3 separate regions of the Sus scrofa genome follow, and regions 1 and 3 are each linked to region 2. A link is a contact called in public HiChIP or PLAC-seq data. All regions are on one chromosome and are shown on one strand. Each heading gives the region's core, a stretch centred on a gene start, on an enhancer-like site or on the middle of the called end of the contact. The rest is flanking DNA. Distances are from core to core; before and after follow the strand shown.

The links. HiChIP or PLAC-seq counts read pairs in DNA pulled down with a chosen protein or histone mark.
Region 1: an H3K27ac HiChIP or PLAC-seq map of alveolar macrophages shows a contact between it and region 2. The contact joins the promoter of ANXA11 here to the promoter of PLAC9 in region 2. A contact is called at or near these places in 3 of 5 promoter capture datasets (fetal liver, fetal skeletal muscle and liver), 9 of 47 Hi-C or Micro-C datasets (adipose tissue, blood, embryonic fibroblasts and 4 more) and 2 of 2 datasets of contacts at active chromatin or transcription factors (alveolar macrophages and skeletal muscle).
Region 3: an H3K27ac HiChIP or PLAC-seq map of skeletal muscle shows a contact between it and region 2. The contact joins the enhancer-like site here to the promoter of PLAC9 in region 2. A contact is called at or near these places in 1 of 5 promoter capture datasets (skeletal muscle), 27 of 47 Hi-C or Micro-C datasets (adipocytes, alveolar macrophages, blood and 15 more) and 2 of 2 datasets of contacts at active chromatin or transcription factors (alveolar macrophages and skeletal muscle).

Annotation. Positions count from the first base shown.
Region 1 is chr14:81,833,804-81,837,155 of Sscrofa11.1, forward strand. It overlaps ANXA11 (annexin A11), which reads left to right and starts at 1,402. Exons shown (of 15, transcript XM_001924178.6): 1 at 1,402-1,670.
Region 2 is chr14:81,899,795-81,903,184 of Sscrofa11.1, forward strand. PLAC9 (placenta specific 9) reads right to left here and starts at 2,115. Exons shown (of 4, transcript NM_001190209.1): 1 at 1,925-2,115. The coding sequence starts at 1,991. It overlaps LOC106506060 (a long non-coding RNA gene), which reads left to right and starts at 2,240. Exons shown (of 3, transcript XR_001301042.2): 1 at 2,240-2,526; 2 at 3,325-3,390.
Region 3 is chr14:81,799,337-81,802,253 of Sscrofa11.1, forward strand. No RefSeq gene overlaps it. Among named protein-coding and RNA genes, the nearest start is that of ANXA11, 34 kb to the right of the region's middle. Within about 2 kb of position 1,310, at least 8 of the 83 cell types and tissues checked have an H3K27ac peak or open chromatin away from gene starts, as enhancers often do. A contact at or near this core is called in skeletal muscle, where this site is marked.

The DNA of each region.
Region 1 (3,352 bases), core at 152-2,651, 67 kb before region 2:
CACGCCTTGGGGGAGGTGGGGGTGTTGCCTGGATCCCCAGGGTAGCAGGGCTTGATTGAATCCTGCAAGAGTGCGCGCCTTGCGCCCAACACCCACCCCCAGCCTGGTACCCTGCCGCCCCGCCCAGCCCAGCCCCACTCCTAGCACTATTACAATGTAAATCGGACCAGCAGCTCTTTTTTTTTTTTTTTTTTTTTTTTTTTTTAACAGCCCCCCAAAAGCAACTACCTTCCTAAGGAGCTAAGTATTAAACAATGGCTACACGCGAGATCGCGCATGTTGTGTACTGATTAAATAAGAACCAGGTTGATCTAGCTGCGCTTCCATGAAAAGGACCTCCAAGATATTGAGTTAAAAAGCACGTCGCAGAAAAATACAGCAACACCGTTTTGTAAAAAGTATATCTATGTGATATAGGAAAGGCACGCCTAAGTTGGGCTGGGGGAGTGAAGAGTGAATCTCAGGTTTTTAAAAATATTTAAATGTTTATGTAATATATATTATAAACATTTGTTAAATAAAAATAAAAATATTCACAAATCGCATGCGTGCATGACCCTTTTTAAAAATAAATTTAGAATTGTTTTAAATCTACAGAAAAATTTCAAATAGAAGGTTCTCATAAACACCTTTTTTTTTCTATTAACATTTTCTGTTGGCTTGGTGTTTTGCTACAATGAGCGAGTCAATACTGATGCAGTATTATTAACTTCACTCAGATTTTCTTAGTATTTAAATCTAATGTCCTTTTTCCAGGATCCCATCCAGGATACCATATTACATTTAGTTTTCATAATCTCCTCAGGCTTACTCCTGCCTGTGACCATGTGTGTCTCAGACTTTTCCCTGGTTTTGATGACCTTGACAATTTTAAGTAGTACTGGTCCAGTATTTCGTAAAGTATCCCAGAACTGGGATTTGTCTCATGTTTTTCTCATGATTAACATGGGATTATGTATTCTTGGCAGGAAGACCACGATAGGTTCATACCATCACTATTGATTTATCATTCTTGATGCTGACCTTGATTGTCTGGCTTTAGTAGTTGGTCGCGGTTTCTCCTCTACAAAGCTACTCTCCCACTCCAATTTCCATACTGTTGTGTTCTTTACTTTAAAAGAGTCACTAAGGAAGGTACTCTGGGCTGGAGGGGGCTTGGGGAATCCGCTCCTCGAGAGTGAGACGCAGGGCAGGACGGACCTCAAGAGGCGTGGAGAGAAACAGCATCATGTCGACCTCTGGGCGACCGCTGAGTACTCCTCCCGCAGCGGCGGAAGGCCTGTAGCTTCCTTCCTCGCAGAGGCAGCTTACAGCCAGCTGACCCCGAACGTCTTCTCACCTGGGGGCGGGAGCTGGGGGCAGACCACGCCCCTCGGCACCGCCTCCTCCCGCCCCTCCCCTGGCGCACGCGGCTCCGCCCCGGGCGGATTAGGACCCCGAGCCCTAGGAGTTTTCCGCCTCGCAGGCTCCTCCTCCCGCCCCGCCCTGACGGCTGCGGAGCCCGCGGGTCCCGAGAGCCCCGAGAACCCCGAAAGCCCAAAGAGCGGTAGTGGGACAGAACTCGAGGCCAATCCGAGGTGCTACTCCGGGACGCCCGTGGAGAAAGTCGCTGCTGCCCGTGTTCCTGTTCGACCGTCGCGGCCTCCCCTACCCCGGTGGCCAGTGGCCAGGTGAGTGAGGGTTCTTTGACTGCCGAGGGCACGGGACGGGGCGTTGGCCAGGCGCTGCGGCCTCTACCGGAAGGCCCCCAACTGTCCCGCGCCCCTTCCCATCGCGGCCCCGTCGCTTCCTGGTTGCACAGCGTTTGGGGGGGGGGAGGGAAAGGGGCGGGTGTCGGGCTGGTCCCGACCGGCTGCGTCGACGGCGAGGGGGCGGGGGGTTGCCTTCCTTGTCGGGTGGGTGGGCCACGTGATTGTGCTGCTGTGCCGGTGTCAGGGGTTCAAGCCGAATTTGGGCCGGCTTGGGACCGGGTGAACCCGTGACAAGAAGGCGACTGGCTGGTGTGGGCATGGACGGTGGCCATGGCCCCTCTGACCCCGCTGAATTCTCTAGAGTGTGTGTACCCTTCCGGGAAAGGCTTGTCCTGAGGAGAGCTAGTGGAGGACGCTGTCTTAAGCACCTTTCCTCCGGAAGACGGAAATACCTGGGAGCTGCTAGTGTTGGAATTGATTTGTAAGGCGTTTTGAGAGAACGCCGGATCCATCTCAGGTGCTCTGCTGACCTGTGTGTTTACCTTCTCTATCTGTCTTTCCTCCATCTCCAACCTTGAGCTGAAGTTTCAGGGAGGGATTCTTGACTTTAACTCCCTTTGGGCTCAACCCAGCCTCCTGAAGTTTTAAAAAGGTAAATACGCGTCTGTTGGCATAAATGAGGGTTATGAAATTCATCAGCTTGAGACTTTGAAGAGGAGAAGCTAAGTCAGCCAGTTTGAGCCCAAGCTGAGAACAGTCTGCCTGGCACATTTCTGTCCCTGCCCCCTCTAGTCAGTGTGACCTTTCTTTAGAGGCTGGGTGTTTTAGGACAGACCCAGGGTGTCTGTGGTAGCCAGCCACTCTGCCTACCCTCCGTGCCTTCTTCACTTTGCTCTCTGCTGCTTTAACCTGGGCATGGAGTGGCGCTGGGTGGGGTGAGCCTCTGCCCTGCCCACACAGCAGGAACAAAGCTTTCAGGCAGTGCCAGGCTGAGTCCAGGAGCTGGACAGGTGGGCTGTATTATCTTGCTCACTCCTAACTGGCTCTCATTATGCTCCTTTGTTCCTTCCTTGTTTCAGTCAGCTGTTGGGGATTCCAGTAGGATTAACAGGGCCCCTTCCCTCAAGGCACTCTCCATGCTACAAGGTGTTCCTAACAAGATAGGCCAGGCCAGGTGAAGCGCCAGGGCAGTTTGTTGCCCTGGCGTGGGGTGCTTACTACCTCCTGCATCCCTCCTGAGTCTCACCTCTCGTTAGTCTCTGTGCCTTGGTTTCCTTAAAGTGGGGGTAATAATACCTACCTACAAGGCCATTGTGAGGATTAAAATGATTTAATATTTTTAACAACCATATAGCTCAGGCATTGATCTGAACAGGTGGTGACTGGTGCACCATACCTGTGTGTCCCAGGTGGATGTCACCCAGATTAGACATAAAGCTTGCAGTGGAGCCTGGCACATAAGTAATCATCTGTAAGAGTCAACAATAGTAATATAGTAATAATAGCTACCACTCCCTCTATGCAGCTGAAGGTCTAACAGTTGAATTGCTCCTTCTGACCTCTTCTGTCTTAGCTCATGCTGTTCTACCCTCCTTCCCCCATTTCTGCCCATTATTCACCACCCTCCTAGGGACCATCCAGGTGCCTGCTCCTAGCAGGAA
Region 2 (3,390 bases), core at 865-3,364:
GATGGGCGCATGGGGGTTCATTATACTATTCTGTGTTTACATCCAAAAGATTTGATAATCAAGTGAAGAAACACAATAGTATATTGTCTGAAGTCTGAAAAATTATACACAAAAATGTGTGAACTCAGTGTGACATTCCATGAACACATTTATATTTTCCTCTTTTTTAAAAATCTGTAGCAATGAGGGTGTATAATCAGAAAGAAAATCATATTTAAAGATGGCTTTAAATTAAAGCGCATATACCATTCATAGCAAAAGGGGCCACAAAAAGTCAGCTACTGTGAGCAGTGGCCAGCTCCTCCCTCTGGGGGAGCACAGACTGGGCTTTGTCCTCTCGGCTCCTGGAGGTGGGGACTTGGGAAGAAGGGGCAGGGGAGGAAGAGAAAAAAGACAGCATGTAGGCGGGCTCCATGCTGGGCTGGTCCCAGCCACTCCTCACACAGCCTGTGAGGAAGCAGCTGTTGGTCCTCCTTAGCCAACCTCAGTAGAGAAACCGGGGCTCAGAGAAATCAGTGGAGCTGAGAGGACAAGGGAAGAAGCCAATGCATGTTGACAGGTGTTCCATGCTGTGCCTTTCCATTTCATCCGGCACTGCAGGGCAGGTCCCCTTCTCCCCAACTTACAGAAAAGGAAACAGCCTCAGAGAGGTGTAGTAACTCACCCAAGGTCACGCAGCCAGGAGCTGCCAAGGATGAACACTGGCTTCAAACCTTTCCCCACAGTTCCCTGGGCCTGAAGGGGCTGGGCGTGGGGCAAGGGGCACTTCCATCTTAACACAGGGCACTTCACCTGGGCGCCTCACATCTACCCACCCCAGAGAGATGGGAGAACAGCCTGGCATGTGGGCAAGGGCCTGACTGAGGGGGCAGGCGCCCTGGATGCTTGGAGACACCTGAGCCCTCCCCTCACCTGTGCGACTGGGATGAGCACCAGCTGCCTCTGGCTGAGGCCTGCATGAGAACTTTGGTAAATGGGAACGTGGCTTGTAAACTGTGAAGTGCTGTAAGACCTTCAGAGTCTTAAGGTAGTAGAAGGAACATCCTTGAGTACAATTAGTACCTCTGCAGCCACACTGTCTGAGCCTCATCTGTGAGGGGAAGGGTAGAGGGGCCAGGCAAGGCAAGGAACCCAGTCAGTAGAGCACCCAGGGGGCCTCTCCCTCAGCAGTCCCCTCCCCAGCACCCACCCAAGGCAGCTTGGATCCTCAGGGAAGCTCTCTGGGAGGGATCAGCCTCCTCACCCAGACTGCAGAACCCCCTCAGGCCACCTGATAGGTAGGTAAATCAGTGGCCTCCAGGGGCCACCTGCCTGGCTTCTGACAGGCTCTGCGAGGTCAGGCTTGTGTCATCTGCCTGTTAGAGCTCAGCTTCCCAGGAAATTCCCCAGGAAACCAGGCCTGGGCATCTCTGCAGGCCCTCTGGCAGGACTGCCCCACCCTACAGACCTGATGGGCCCCTGCGGGATGCTGGTCTCTTCCTCTTTCCTCCCAACCTGGGGCTTTTGAGTTTCTCCACACTCTCTCTTCTTTTGGTCTTTCTCAAATCTTTCTCTTTTCCTCAATACCTTTCTCTCCATTTCTCTCTCCCCAACCAACCCCCTTTCTCTCGCCAGTTTAGTTCCTCTATTTCTTTGCTTCTCTTTCTGTTTGCCTCTCTTTAGAAACAGCGACCTCCTCTTTCTCTTTCCTCATTCATAGTTCTTACCTGTTACCTCCAAAGTCTCTCTCTGTTCCAGCCTCTCCCTTTATTTCTCTATTCTTCCCTCTCCTTTCTAATTCTCTGCCCCTCTGCCTTTATCTCTCTCCCTCTCTCTCTCTCATCCTCTCCTCTCTCCGCATCTCCCTCCTCCATCGCTCTCTCTCCCTCTGGCTCCATCTTCCCTCCCGCTCCTTCCTCGCCGTCCGAGGTCGGTCTTCACTCACCGGCGGCGTAGGCGCCCGCAGCTCGGAGCAGGGCGAGCCCGGCCAGAGCGCAGAGCAGGGGCCGCATGCTGCAGGCCGGTTGAGCTCAGCTAGTCGTCTGCCCGCGGCCGGCCTCCCCGCCCTCCCCAGGATCGCGCCGGCCCGCCCGGGAGGAAATGCTCCAAGTCCCAGCCAAGATTCCTGGGCGGCTCCGGGCTTTCTGGCTCGAGCGAGCCCGCCCCCTTCGGAGACCCCGCGGGCGGAGGGGCCTGACATGCCAGCCTCGGCGCCTCCCCACGAAGGGGCTGTGCTCTGAGCGCCCTGCACCTCCCCGAGGCCCCGCACGGAGAGGGCGATGGAACCAGAGCCACAGTGATTCGCTACGAGCCCATTTCACAGATTGAAGCTTCGAGAGAAGTGCCACCCACACCCGTGGCACAGGATCTGAATCCCTGACTGCACGGAGTGTGGAAGCTTTGCTCTGCCTCCCAGGAATAAGTAATCAACTCTCATTACGTATGGACAGTGTCTCCCTGAAAGGGAGGCTCGGAAGTGGTGTCTGCCTCCTGTAAAACTGGTCTAAAAGAGTAACAGGATTGTCAAAAGATGCTTTTCCAAGAAAGGTAAAATCATGGCTTTCATCCAGATATAAAATGGGCATGTGCTGCAGCTTTCATTTAACTCATTAAATGAAAGAACAAAGATTTGGAATATTAACATGAATGTGCAAATAGAAGTAAAACTGGTTTATTCCACACTTTCGAGAAGGAGAATTAATCTATAGACAATAATTTGTTTTCCAAACTTTTAAGATGGCTTAGCAGTGACAGGCCCAGAGCCCTAATAGAATCAGAGTGTTCAGCACACACTTAAGCTCTGTACTAGTGTTAGGTAAACTCTGAAGAAGGAAGGAAAAGAAATAATTCTCAAGATCACATATGCCGGCCCTTGAGTTCATGGTCTAATAACCACTGTAATATTCATGAACAATAGCTATGTTTTGATTGACTTATTCTACATATACCATCTAATCTTCACTGCACTGGGCTGCACTGTATGTACATTATGCAGATCAAAAACTTGAGGCTCAGAGTTGCTAAAGAGCCTTGCCAGTAGTCACACAGTGGAGTCAGGATTTGAATCCAGTTCTCCCACCTCTGCAGGCCAGCCAGTAGATAATAATATACACCGTATCCCCAAAAAGCCAGGATCTTTCTCCATTCTAAGCAAGCCCAGAGTAAGAGCTGGATGGGGTTCTCAGTTAACCTCAAATCATCCTTACCTCCCTCTAGTTTAGGACACAATAGTCAACCCTCACCCACAGTACACTCCTACATGACAAGAGCAAAAAAAAAAAAAAAAAAATTAAGTTTTTTGGAAAACAAAAAGCAAAATCCACAGCCCTAACATCTGTATTACAGAGCCTTGGGTGCCTCGCCTCGCCTTGCTGCCAGTGGAGCTGCTTCATCATCAAGCCCAGAGGAGTA
Region 3 (2,917 bases), core at 60-2,559, 100 kb before region 2:
ACTTAAAGTTAACTTCCTAATACATTCATCCATGGCCCAGTTACGTCTTCTAGCCCTGAGATAGTCTTTAGTGCTGCCCATCACACATTTCCATCTGCTCCTGGGCGCTGGGTGGGTTTGCACTTCTGGCCCCCTAAAAGTAGGTGTTTCTACTTGACTTCCTTTGACCATTGATATGTGAAGCTTTAAAATTCAGCATGCCATTCTCCTCTTTCCCCTGCTAGAGTGTTGCAGGGTGGGCGCTGCTCATGTCTGGAGGAAACCCCTCTTGGCTTGGATCCCTGAGTGACCAGGATGAGCCGAGCCCCCTCCTGCTCTGTACTGTGATGTGAGCAAGATATGATGAACCTTGGGTGTGTAGGCCACTGAGTTTGGGGGATTATTCATCCTCGCTGTCAAACCTAGCCTATCCTGGCTGAATCCATCCCACAGAGCAAGTCAATCTGCTTAGGACCAGCAGCAACCTAGCTTCCTCTAAGTCTTCTCTGAGCTGGTTAGCCCGGTTAGCCTTTTTTCAACAAGCCTCTGATGACTTGCTCTGTTCACCGGTCACCTGATCTTTTTTCAGGACAGGCTGCAATGTGAGAACTAGTTCAGGAGCAATTGGCAAAGCCTGTTGCCTCTCCCTCCTCCTTAGCGCTCTGCCTCAGGGATGCAGCTGCATTGCCCTGAGCCATGGGAAGGCAGGCAGGCAAGGCTAGCCCCGCACCTGGATTCCATGCTGACCTTCCTGGTTCCAATTCTTTGGGCTCTGGCTAAAGAGAGGACTCGAGATTAGAATTAGAGTGACCTGGATTGGTATCTTGGCTCTACTGCTAATTTACTGGATCACGGAGAGCAAGTTACTTCACCTCTCTGAGCCTGTTTCTGCAAAGGGATAAACATAGTAAGACCAACCTATGAGTTTCAGGTAAAGTGCCCAGCACCTCCCTGGAAGGCAGTGGAATGTTATGGATGATATTTTCCCTCTTTCCCTCCTAAACCCCATCTCCTTCAGGCCCACGAAATGGTGGAAGTGGAAGGCATTTTTGGAATGAGGTCCTGGGCGGCTCCTGTACCGTTGCCGGGCCCTAATCCCTGAGTCTCAGGCCAGTCAGGGGCCCCTCCTACCTCCCTTCCCAGGTCGCAGCTGTCTGATCCCCCACCCCTTGTCTCAGGGGGCTGCCCTGTGGGGCTGGGATAGAGGGACGTGGACGCCAGGCTGCAGATGTTCGGAGCTCAGAGAAGACTGCTGAGCTAATCCCAGGGCTGCTGGCGAGGCTGGGCCAGGGCCTCAGAAGTGGGCTTCCAAGAGGCCCTCTCCTGCCTGCCAGCAGCCTGTGGCTCGGCTCGAATTTCCGAGGCCCCAGTTCAGGAACAGCTGCGTGGGTCCCCCTCCCCTGCCTCTCTTCTCCCGACATGAGTCAAGTGGACGGTCGAGCAGGGCTAGCCAGGGGTCTGGACGGAATCCAGAAGGCTCCCAGCCACTCAACCCAGGTCTCTGAAACCCCAGGGAGCTCAGACACACAGGGCTTCTTGGGCCTCTCTGTTCGTTTCCTGCTGCTCTTCGTTTGGCCCAAAACCCCAGGCCCAGCTTTGATGTTTGGCTTGGCGTCCACTCCTTTGATCCCTGGCTGGCTGGCCTTCCTAAGACACCTCCCCAGCGTGGCAGGCAGGACTGGACTTGGGGTGGGGCCTCCTGGCTCAGTGGCACCCCCACATACAAGCCTCCCCGGCCTCCTCCCCCCAGGTCCCTAAATGCCTCTTCCATCTGCCTCTGACCTCTGATCTCCCTTCCCACGTCCCCATCAAGGTCCCCCCCTCCTCCCCACCCTCCACCAGCTGAGGTGTGCGTGTGTGTGCACGAGCATGCTCACCACCATTTCCTGAATGCTTATTACATGAAAAGCTTCTTTTCTTTCATCCCCAACTATCTTGCCTTTTCCTCTTTGACAAATAAGGAAATGGAGATGCGCGGAGGCTAAATTGTTCACAGAAATACAAAAGAGCAGAGTCAGGATTTGAACCCCGTTTTGATGTGCTGATGACTTTGAGTTCATGCCCTCTCTCCACTGACCCACCTGGCCTGGTAAGTACCAGCCCAGTCCTCTGGCCTGGAGCACACGGGGCAGGGGCACTATTTACTCCCCCCGGATCCTGAGCATCCCATGAGCCCTGGGTGTGTGTGTGCCGTGTCAGCTGAACATGTCCGGCCAAGAGAGGATGATTTAGCTGGTGACTTAGGGTTTTTTTGTTTTCTTTTGTTTTTGCTTTTTAGGGCCACACCTGTCGCATATGGAAGTTCCCAGGCTAGGGGTCAAATCAGAGCTACAGCTGCTGGCCTACGCCACAGCCACAGCAATGCAGGATCCCAGCAGCATCTGCCACCTACACCACAGCTCATGGCAATGCCAGATCCTTAACCCACTGAGTGAGGTCAGGGGTCAAACTTGCGTCCTCACAGGTCCTAGTCGGGTTCGTTGCCACTGAGCCATGATGGGAACTCCCTGGCTGGTGATTTAGGAAGTGGGTGATTTGAGGGCTGAATCTGCTGCACCCAGCTGGGTACCCACAGTACAGATTCCTTTTCATACTAGGAGTGATTCTGGGTGAGCATATGGGTGCTGTTCCTATGTGACCTTGAAACATAAGCTGGCTTCCACTCTGGTGGAAGGGAAGCCCGTCCCCCTGGGTGTGTTGAAGGGCTATGTACAAGGTCCCCCAGCAGTCTCCCAAGATGTTTTAAGGGTAATTTTTTTTTCTTTTTTAGTGGCCCCACCTGCGGCATGTGAACATTCTTAGGCTAGGGGTCTAATCAGAGCTGCAGCTGCCAGCCACAGGCATAGCCACAGTAACACCAGACCAGAGCTGCATCTGTGACCTATGCTGCAGCTCACAGCAATGCCAGATCCTTAACCCACTGAATGAGGCCAGGGAT